Linked DNA regions of Mus musculus: region 1 is linked to region 2. A link is a contact called in public promoter capture Hi-C data. All regions are on one chromosome and are shown on one strand. The core of a region is the stretch at or near the end of the contact, and the rest is flanking DNA. Distances in the headings are between cores, read along the strand shown. Region 1 overlaps Ube3c (ubiquitin protein ligase E3C). Region 2 holds the start of Ube3c (ubiquitin protein ligase E3C).

Region 1 (5,270 bases), core at 717-3,216, 56 kb after region 2:
TAGTAGAAGAATGTAAGAATTAGAGGAAGGGAATAGGTGTGGAATGCTGATTTTGTTTAAAGAATTATTTATTTTATGCATATGAGTACACTGTAGCTGTCTTCAGGCACACCAGAAGAGCGCATCAGATTCTATTACAGATGATTGTGAACCACCATGTGGTTGCTGGGAATTGACCTCAGGACCTCTGGAAGAGCAGTCTGCTCTCATCTGCTGAGCCATCTCTCCAGCCCTGGCTGCTGCACTCTTGAACTCACATCAGCTATGCTTGTCTTCACAATATTAGGTCCTTCAGTAGCCTATCATTGAAGTGGGAAGGTCTCCTGAAATAAGATTTAACATAGGCAATTCATGAAAGAGGGGGACATTCCCTGAGTATTATAGCCCCTGGTAAGGTGCTCGTGATTTTGTAACCTCTCATCTGTGCTCCTGTTAGCAACTGTAACAAATCTTACTGGACACACACACACACACACACACACACACACACACACTCACAAGACATGAAAGCAGAGAATGAGGAAAGGAAACTGGGTAGGGGTAGGAAAGATTAAGGAGGAGATGAATGTGCTTAAAACACACTGTATATATGAACGTATCATAAAACCCAATTTTATTTATAGTTACTATTTATTTATTTATTTCAAAAACATTATTAAAAAGCTACCCAGGTATGAAAATGTGGCTTAGTAGTAAGTAAAACATTTGCCAAGCAGATGGGTTCTGTACCCAGCTCTGAAGAAAAAAAGACAACCAACAGCCCAACTTTTTTTTCCCCATAATTAAAATTTTATTGAAAAACGCATTCCAAAATTGGAGATTGTTGCTTTATACTTTTTAAAATCAAACATAATTATGTTGTCTTGGTAGAGTAACTGAACTAGATAAGGCTTTCTGTGAAAAATAAGTTCAAGAACTTAAATAAATTAATGTTGCTTTCTTCTAAATGAACAGCTTTCTCCTATGGGCTAGCACAACTGTTAAACAGCCTATACAGAGTTTAGTTTTCAGCTTGTGTCTGAGCCTGGCTGAAAACTAATAGTCTTGTAGTAACCTGGACATTTCACATTTGTTAAGTAAGAATTTGGGCTTTTCTTCTTCCAAGGCAGAGTGTAATAGATATCTATTCAGAGGATGGTGATAGCTTTGCTAGCATGGCTGCTCCGGATCTGTGAGGTGAGGTGCAACAACCCAACTTTTGAACAGAGTGAATGGATGCAGCCAGTGTCCTGGCGAGGATCCTGATGTACATTTTCACAGGAGTCTCTTGAGTGATGGACCTGTGTTCTATTTTTGAAGATCTGTTCTTGCCTATCCTTATTCTTGAGATGGGCTGGGTGGTTTTGCATTGTTTTACTTTTTTGTGGCTAGTTGAAATGAATACTTAAGGAAAACCATTTTGTAGTATTTAAAACATTGAAGAAAATCCTGTCCTTCAAAATGCATTATGTTTAACAAGTGATAACTGAGAGGTATGTAAAATGGGATTGCGTGTACTCAGAGCAGCATTTCAAGCCTTAACTACTGATTCCTTAAGTAACTCAATGCTGGCTGCCCAGTGCTAGGGAATGGCAGAGAACTGAGACTGGGCCTGGGCAGTATCATTGTGTAATGAGGGCTTGCAGTAAACTCATTGTGTTCGTTCCATTTCCTGTAAGAGAGTCTCTTGTGTCAGGTGGTGCTCCTGTAACAGCATGCCACTAGTTTTCTCACATTCCTTTTGTCACTGAACTGCCACTGCCGTAAAACGTGGCATAAAGCAAATTCCTCGAAACCAAGGTTCTAGTACTTTTATTTATTCATAAACAGCAAAAGGCAAATAAATGGTAAAACAGGCCCACACTGGTTCGTTTGTTCTTTCATTCTCACACCCGCTCTTTACTAACCTTTCCAGCCTGGAGGGCATAGCCTAGCTCCCGGCAGCAAGCTGGTAAATGCAGCTCGATGTTCCATGCTTTCGGAACCTCTGGAGCTGAGCGGGCAGTGCAGGCTTTGTTGTCTAAGAGGCGCGTGTCCGCCTGAGCATCCGCTTGGGGTCCAAGCAGATTATTTCTCAGCAAGAAGTTTTCTCTGCTGGGCCCTCGGAAGGTGAGTGATTTTGCTGTACCAGACTGGAGTTTTTAAGCTAAATTCAGCCTATTACAGCTAGGGCGTTCCACACATTATTTCATGCCTTTCTTGAACACTTGCATGCACACGCATGCTCTCTATGGCCTGGTTTTCATAGTTACCTAAGGGCCCCGGGCACGGTCCATGGGTTTCCCCACTGAGGAGTTCGGGCGGTGGGTGTGAGTTGTTCTTTATCACTCGAGCCCATTCTCCAAGGCTTGGTTTTCATGACTATCTGTGGCCACAGGAAGTGCAGCTGTGGTGGCCTCCAGACGGGCAACTTTTACAGCATCGGGAAAAATGCCCTGTGAGGCTGTGTGTTCTTTACACCTTTGAATGTGTTCGTCATTTGAAATCAAGGCTTTAAAAAGTTCTCCTTTCATGTATTTACCACCTTGTACATTTGCCCCTTTCAGTATCTAGACGTGTGTGCTGCTGCTTGTGCCTGTTGCTAGACCAGCCAGCATAGACTGGGGAATCTCGGGCACTAGGCAGGACTGCAAGTTTGTGGCTTCCTGGGCTCCAGTGGGGGGGGTAAGGTCCACTTAGACAACTTAGTGAGTGAGACTCTGTTTCAAAATAAAAATGGGAATATATTTCAGTGGTTAAACCCCTATCCAGAAAACATGAGGCTTTAGATTAAATCCTTAGTGTCAGGGAAGAAAAAAATAGCTATGTTGTTTGGTTTTAATTATTATACTTTTATCTTGCAGTTGCTTTTCAAAATAGGCTGTATGTATACCAGTCATCTCCATCCAAGTGTTGTCATTCAGTTTACAGATGGATTTACAACATGATAGTATTATATCTAGTTATGTTATGATAGCTAGTAGGACATTCCCCTGAGCTTCTCAATCTGTCAGCAGGATTTCCTGTCATCATCAAAACCAGAACTCTATAAACATAAGGATCTTGTAAAAAATAGTCTGTATTAATGTATAATCTGTAACTGGGCACTTGTCAGCTGGGACTTCCATAAGAAATCTGTATGTTTCTAGTGACTAACTTTTTAATTTTAATATTGGGGTTGAAGGAAACCAGTTTGTAAGGTATTACTGTGCTGCATGTGAATGTGAATGCTTGCATAATTACTGTGTTCATTTCCAAGGACTGAGTTATTTTTATTCTGAACATTTATTGTAAATCACTGATTTAGGATGAGGGGCAGCAGTTAATACATCAAGCATATATATGTCGTATTTATAAAAGCTGCTAATACTGTGTTACAGGTGCAGCTGGTCATTCTAAAGTATGCTTCTTTGCTTTTATTTCTTATAAATCACATTGGTTCTCAAGTCCTTCAGACTCCTCTCTGTAACAGTTCAGAGTGGCAGTTTGCTAGCTCCACTTAAACCATTCTGGACTGAGGTGTGAGTGGTGATGCCCCCTATGTGGATATTTGTTACCCTCCCAGGTGATCTCCATGTGTTGTAGAGGCTGGGAACCACAAGCTTGAATCTGTAGAAAACTCACTTTGGGCAAGTTTTTATAACCTTTGTTCAAAGTTTCCTAAGATGGGTATACCTATAACTTTGTTACAACTTACATCTAAGAGTCTTAGAGTCTTTCTATTTGGTACAGTTTTCCAGAAATTTTGATTGAGTAATTAGAAAGAAAAACTATCTTGTGAATTTTGCACTGGGCATCTGTTTAAAGATGATAGTTTAAAGCCATCTCTCCAGTTGTTCTTACCTTCATCATCTTGAGTAAAGTTGTGTGTTTTCTGTGGGCTACCTATGCAGACTTGTCCATCCTTTTTGCTAAAGTTTGCATCATGGTTGGCATTTCATTGCTGAGTGTGTGGACAAAAGTAATGTGAGAGTGAATCCAATCATATTTCCATGGTTTGTTAAATTTTATATTTTTCTTTGAGAAGAAAAATAGTTCACATGGAGGGAAAATGTTGGTTAGCGTCTACGAGTATTAACAATACTTGTGCCAGATGAGAATACAGATTGCCTGGTGTATTTGGATTGTACATAAATTGTATATGCTTTTAAAAGATCATTTTACCTCCTAAAATTTTGGACAGACTTATACTACTTACTTTTTTCCAAGATTTTATTGTTTTTAATTATGTGTCTGTAGGTATGTGCACATGAGTGCAAGTTACATCAGAAATTGAGAAGAAGGCATTAGATCCCTTGGCACTGGAGTAATAGGTACCTGTGAGGAACCCACAGTGTTGATGATAGGGACTAAACTCAGGTCCTCTGGAAGAGCAGTATGCACTCCTAACTGCTGAGCTATCTCTCCAGCCACCTGCTTATATTTTTTTTAAAGTTGATTCATATTTATGTGAAATTGGCACTTGAAGATTTTATAAATGATATGTTTACACATATTTGGGGGGGTACATACAACAGCGCATGTATGAAGGTAATAGTACAACTTGTGGGAGTTGGTTCTCTGTGGGTCCGTGTTCTGCCTCACTGCAATTGGTGTGTGTGAACACAGCTTGGGAGGTTTTAGGCTACAAACATAGCCCAAGATGGGGGCCCCAGCCTGGGTGAGAAACAGGAAGGCAAGCTGGGGTTCCCAACCTCCTGAACACCCAGATGCTGCTGGGAGCCATGAGGAGTCAGGACTGGGCAGTGGGCTGGTGTTGAGCCTAGGGCCCAGACTCTGCCTTAGCTCAGGGTTGAGTGTTCAGAGTGTGGGAGGTTTTGTTTTGTTTTTGTTTTTGTTTTTGTTTTTTTTTTTGAGACAGGGTTTCTCTGTGTAGCCCTGGCTGTCCTGGAACTCACTCTGTAGACCAGGCTGGCCTCGAACTCAGAAATCCACCTGCCTCTGCCTCCTGAGTACTGGGATTAAAGGCGCTCGCCACCACCGCCCGGCTTGAGTGTGGGAGTTTTAAGTGACATGGTTCTGTATGATGAAGGCTTTCCCCCACATCAGTTCTTGATGAGATAGAGTCCTTACTTGTCCAAAGTGTTTATTAGTAGTAGAAAGTAGTTGTATACGACTTACCCAGGGTAGACCAGAGATTAATTAAATACCTTTTGTAGGAAGGAATGTCCGAGAAGGGACACTTATTGGCTAAATTCTAGAGGCCAGCCCATCCAGATACCTCGTTAGCATGAGGAACTTTGTAATCTGTGCTACCTGACTTCCTGATCCTCATGTGGAGTGTCATGATCACGTGCTTCAGGGCAACAACC
Region 2 (5,724 bases), core at 2,308-4,807:
CCTTTGTCAGACTTGCAGTGGCTACAGGATGCCAGGCCACAGAAGTGAGCAGATCTTTAATCAGTCCTGTTCAAATGCTAATCTCTCCTGGAAATGCCTTCACAGACACAACCAAAAATAATGTTTTACTAGCAGACAACATCTAGAAATTCCTTAGCATCTGGAAACATAAAATGAACCATCCCTAGTCTATACACACCACCTGCCATGCAGTTGTAAATAATTTGTTATTATTTTAGGCTGAATTAAAATTTGTTATTTTGAGTCACACAACCACATCCACATCCACAGCATGTTGCAAGAACACTGCTTGCTACATAAACATGAGGACAAAAGTGGGAAGCATTTGTAATCTCAGGTACCTTGGAAATCCTGAATCTAGCCTCTGACTATGATTATACTTTAAATCACCATGGCTCAATACACAAATGACACTGCATTTATACAGTTATTGGTTGTTTTCTATACAATTAATATACAAAGAACTATTCACACTTTGGTTCCTGAATGCATGAAGCTGAGTCCTCAGTGCCTCAGCGGAACTCTGAAAGCATGGATAGTACTGAGCCTTATACATACAGTGTTTTCCACACATACTTGATGGGCTTGCACCTTTTCCCTCAAAAGAGGCATTTGACAACCTCACAAGCATTAAGTGAAAACTGATATGATAGCAAAGCTGACTGCTAAGTGTCTAATGGGAAGGTAACAAGTGCAAATGTGGATATTAAATGAGGGCATCATTCAGGTTATAGGAAGAACAGTAAGATTTCATCCGATTACTTAGAAAACTACTTGTGAGTTTTCTTGTATCTGGAATTTTCCATTTAATATTTTTGAACCATAACTGACTTAGGTATTTGAAATTATGTAGAAGGGGCAGATATCTGTATTTAATGTGTACTGATTATTTCTGAGTATACACCCAATGGTATCACTGCCACAAACAAGATAACAACACATTCAATGTCTCCTCCAAATAGTTCTGTGTCACCCAAACTGACTTGGGTCACCTTGTCACGTGTACTTTTGTGCAACCACTATCACAACTACTGATTTTCCTGGCACCAGAGACTATTGCGCTCTCCTCTACCTTGCCTGCAACTCTCATACCGTGGCTCTGTTCTAAATGGAATTTCATGGTACCAGTGTGACCTTTGGGCACTAGTGTTTCATCAGTGTAAAATCCTGTTCTCAAAGGCCATCTCAGGTGTTGTACAATAGTTACTCTCCTTTTGCTGTTTGGTTGTTTCCAGATTTGGGCAATTACAAAGCTGCTGCAAGTGTCATGTTCAGGTGTGGTTTCAGTCACAGCCCTCCTTACTCCTGGACAATTGCTAGTTCATATGGTAAGAATTTGTGTTTAAATCTTTATTAGAGCCAGGCATGGTGGCACATGCCTTTAACCCCAGCGCTCGGGAGGCACAGGCAGGCAGGTTTCTGAGTTCAAGGCCAGCCTGGTCTACAAAGTGAGTTCAGGACAGCCAGGGCTATACAGAGAAACCCTGTCTTGAAAAACAAAACAAAAACAAAAAACAAAAAACAAAACAAAAAAATCTTTATTAGAGAAACTGCCAAGGCATGTTGCAGGTAGTTCTGCATTCATTCTGAATTCTCAATAGAATGAGAGCTCTGTCTCCATGGCTTCCTTAGTGTGTAGTAATGTCACACCATCTGTTAAGTAGGAATCTGTATCTATAGGATTTTGATCTACCTCTTCCCCCGGCCTTTTAGTCATTACATATTTATTCAAACAATTACAAAAATATTGGGGCTCTTGTCACTGTTGCCAATACAGCACTAAACTTGAGGTTGGCAAGATGATTCAGCAGTAAATGTGCTTCCCATCAAGCCTGACGACTGAACTCACACTCTTGAATACACTTGGTAGTGGAGAACAGACTCTTATAAATTATCCTCTGACATTCAAATATGTGTACATACACACACACACACACACACACACACACACACAGAGCCAGTGAGAGAGAGAGAGAGAGAGAGACAGAGAGAGAGAGAGAGAGAGAGAGAGAGAGAGAGAGAACTGGTAAAATGATAGAACAGATGAAAAGTACCAGTTGCTTGCTACCAAGTCTTATGACCTGAGTTTGATTCCTGGTACCCATATAGTGGAAAGAGAGACAAGTTGTACTCTGACCTCCACATGCACATCATGGCATGCACCCTACCCCATAAACACTAAGTAAACTAAAATGTACATTTTTTTAATTAAAAAGAGGACTGGCTTGTATGGTGGTACAGATCTTTAATCCTAACACTAACAGGCAGTGGATAGAGGATCACTGTGAGGTCCAGGCCAGCTAGGGCTATACAGTGAGACCTTATTTCAAAAACAAAAAATTAAACTGTGCTGGAGACATGGCTCATAAGTTAAGAGCACTTGTTGCAGAAGAACTGGTTTCAGTTCCAGATCCTACATGGCAATTCCAGTTCCAAGAGATCCAATGCACTGTCTTGTACCAAGCACACACACATAATTCACAGACACGTAATATACATGCAGGTCAAATATTCATACATATAAATAAATCTTTTGAAGAAGAAACAAAAACAAAGCAAAACAAGATGTCTTCTATCATGTGCACATGGTAATGCATGTGTATGTGATATATTTATGTATCTGTATATATACTTGTGTATACACAATATACATAACATATATGTATGTACACAGAGCATATACTATATAATACTGTGCATGTACATGACATATATGCATAATATATATTTTTTTTATGCATGCCATGGCATGTATTTGTGTTAAACTCTATGTATATGCATACTGTTTTATGCATATGTATATGTGTATATATGCATGCATACATGATATATATTTATGTTGGTTTGTATGACATATGTGTATGTATATATGTTGTATATGACATCGATTCATTTACATTACTTTGTGTATATTTATGTTTGTGCTTATGTATATGTAATAGCACGTTTTTATACATGTACATACATATATTAAACATGCATAAGTGTATAGATATATGATAGGGTATATTTGTGCATTATGTATTTATGATGCATTTATACATTTGGCATGCATTTATATATATATATATGAATATGTGAATATATATATGAATATAACTTTCATTTGTTGGTGTGCATTTGTGTATTTGTATGGTGTGTGTTCACGAATACCTTTGTTCGTATAACATATATTATTCGTCTCTGTCTGTCATGGTGTAGAGTCTCTGCATTAGTAACCTGTTCCCCCACATCTAGCTGGAGGGTGAAAGCGGCCTCTTATGCAGGGCTTCCGGTCTCCAGCAGTGCGCGCGACCCGGTCGGCGTCAATGGGCGGCGGGCGGCGGAAATCGTCTGGTGGCATGACGCACGCGCGGAAGGATGTTGCACCCGCGGAGCCGCGCACGCAGGCAAGTCCAAGGGCTGCCGGGAGGAGCACCGTATTATCGATGGCGGCCCTGGCGTCGGTGCCCGCGCTCGCGGGGGCTGCCGGGAGGAGCGCCGCGCCGTCGATGACCGCGCACGTTCACGGGACCGCGCGCGCAGTGCGGGCGGTCACCATCTTGGTACCTACGGCAGCGCGGTGCAGGCGCGAGTCGGGGCGTCCCTCGCTTGACGGTGGCGCGCTGTGGATAAATAAGCAGCGGGGACAGGCCGGCCTCCAGCGTCGCCGCGCTCGCGCCCGCGTGCAGGGCGGAGAGCGCTGAGCCTCGGGGGGGGCGGCGCGGGACAGCGAGGCCGCGACCCTGCCGGGCCCCGCCCAGCCCGCCGGGCCCGCCCCCGGCCGCTCCGCTGCCTGCCGGGCCGCGCAGATGGGATAAGCGGCGAAGATGTTCAGCTTCGAAGGCGACTTCAAGACAAGGCCCAAAGTGTCTCTCGGTGGCGCGAGCAGGAAGGTGAGGCGGTGCGGCCCGAGGTGTTAACCGAACCCGGGTCTGACAGCACCCAGGCGGCGCTGCTCCGCTGTAAGGTGTGGAGCGAGCTCCAGCCGGGTGCGGCTGCGGTGCAGTCCTGACAGGTTTGTGAGGAGGCTCCAGAGGAGCGCTGTCGAGCCGCGGACTGAGCGGCTGGGTCATTCATTGCGACCTCGCGGCCGCCTGCCCAAGGGCCGCAGTTTTGACCTGGAAGCACGTGCACTGGCAGTCTGGCTGGGGGCGTTACACAGTTAGCTGTCCAGCAGGGCGAGGCAGGTGCCCCCGCCCCCATTCCGCCCTTTAAGAACTCTTTACAAGCTATAAACTTGACATACCCGCTCCTCACAAAGCTTGGAGTGAGTGCCTTGCCCTCAAGAACAGCTTAGGGAAGAGTCCCTCGTGCCTGTGAAGTGGGAGGGGGCAGGTAGGACAAGGTCTTTGTAATCTGCATCGCGCTTTAGCTTGCCCCACTCGGAGCAATACAGAGTTTTGCCTGCCTGAGGCCTGAGGCCCCGGTCGCTTTTGGACCTTTGCTTGGTGATGGTTTTGACACTGGTCGGCTTTTTGGGGCTGTCTGAAGGATGAAGGCAATCGGCCGTGATGCTCTAGGCCGAGCCCGGAATCCAGACAGGATCCCTAGAGTTGTTAAAAGGATTTTTTTTTCCCATTAGGCGAAATTTTAAAGCTTTATTTTAAAAATTTATACATATGAGTGTTTGCCTGCATGTATGTAATGTGCACCACAGGCTTGCTTAGTTCCCGCAGAGGTCAGAAGAGGGCTTCCGATCTCCTGGAACTGGAGTTAAGGACACTTGTGAGTTGACATGTGGGTAGTAGGAAGAAAACCCAGACCCTCAGTAAAAGCAATAAGTGACCTTAACTGCTTAGCCATCTCCCTAGCCCTTTAATGTAAAATTTTTTGTCTTTTTTTTTCCCCCAAATTATTGTACGTTTGAGAGCAGTGTTGCTGAGCCTTTGCTCCAGCTTCATTTTATAAAGGATTTTTATCTGGACACACATTTGTAAATGGTCACTCCTGAAAACGAATGTCCCATCCTACCCATAATTGTTCTTCACCAAGCAAACTGCTTTTCTGACCAGTTTCTACAGGTCACTTTTAACGTTGAGCTTCGTGCAAACGAGGTCAGATGAAGCTTGGTCAGCCTCTGTGCCTTGCTTCTTGAGCTAGGTGCTTTCTTTGATAGATTCTTCCATCCCACTGTGTCCCTGTTAGTTCAGGACCTGAAAAAACCATAATTAACCCATCCTGGTTTTCATGGGTGCTTTGGTGGATGTTGCTTACACTGTGTTCTGCTGGTGCACACTGCCCGTTACTTCCCGAGTTGATGTGCCCACTACCCTACAGCCAGCAGTCTGAGGGCACCACTGACTCAGATCCTGGCCAGTAAGTGATATTAAGAGTCTTTGGAATTAATGGCCATTCTAGTATACTTCATTCATGTCTTAAATTATAATTTGAAATCTTTCCCTTCTTCAGCTTAGTGGAAAATTGATCTTTTCCTTTTTCAAAGTTAATGAATATTTTTATGTTTATTATCTTTAAGAACTATATGCTGGAAAAGTCCAAGACTTGATGAGTTTATTGGGGAGTTTGTTGGGGAGATAAGATTTAAACCTTGAAAAGTTATGGTGTACTAATGACTGGTTTTTTTGTTTGTTTATTTCAATTGTTTTTGTACTTCTTTCAGGCTAATACAGAAACACAGAATTGGTTGACATGCTCTAGAAAGGTGGGAAGTAGTAGGATGGGTTTGAAGGGACAATGTAGAAAGTTTGAAGTAGGTGTGTG

Evidence for each region. Promoter capture Hi-C pulls out the DNA fragments that hold promoters and counts their contacts.
Region 1: a promoter capture Hi-C map of embryonic stem cells shows a contact between it and region 2, with 4 times the contacts expected there. The contact joins the enhancer-like site here to the promoter of Ube3c in region 2. A contact is called at or near these places in 7 of 39 promoter capture datasets (the HPC-7 cell line, HPC-7-derived erythroid cells, embryonic stem cells and 3 more), 1 of 15 datasets of contacts at CTCF or cohesin (CD8 T cells), 5 of 484 Hi-C or Micro-C datasets (Th1 cells, embryonic stem cells, liver and 2 more), 3 of 115 datasets of contacts at active chromatin or transcription factors (a beta-TC-6 cell line, embryonic stem cells and intestinal villus epithelium) and 1 of 9 other capture datasets (pancreatic islet).

Annotation. Positions count from the first base shown.
Region 1 is chr5:29,623,500-29,628,769 of GRCm38.p6, forward strand. All of the region lies in intron 13 of Ube3c (ubiquitin protein ligase E3C), which reads left to right. Among named protein-coding and RNA genes, the nearest start is that of Ube3c, 57 kb to the left of the region's middle. Within about 2 kb of position 1,967, at least 18 of the 459 cell types and tissues checked have an H3K27ac peak or open chromatin away from gene starts, as enhancers often do. A contact at or near this core is called in embryonic stem cells, where this site is marked.
Region 2 is chr5:29,565,685-29,571,408 of GRCm38.p6, forward strand. It overlaps Ube3c (ubiquitin protein ligase E3C), which reads left to right and starts at 3,558. Exons shown (of 23, transcript NM_133907.3): 1 at 3,558-3,896. The coding sequence starts at 3,831.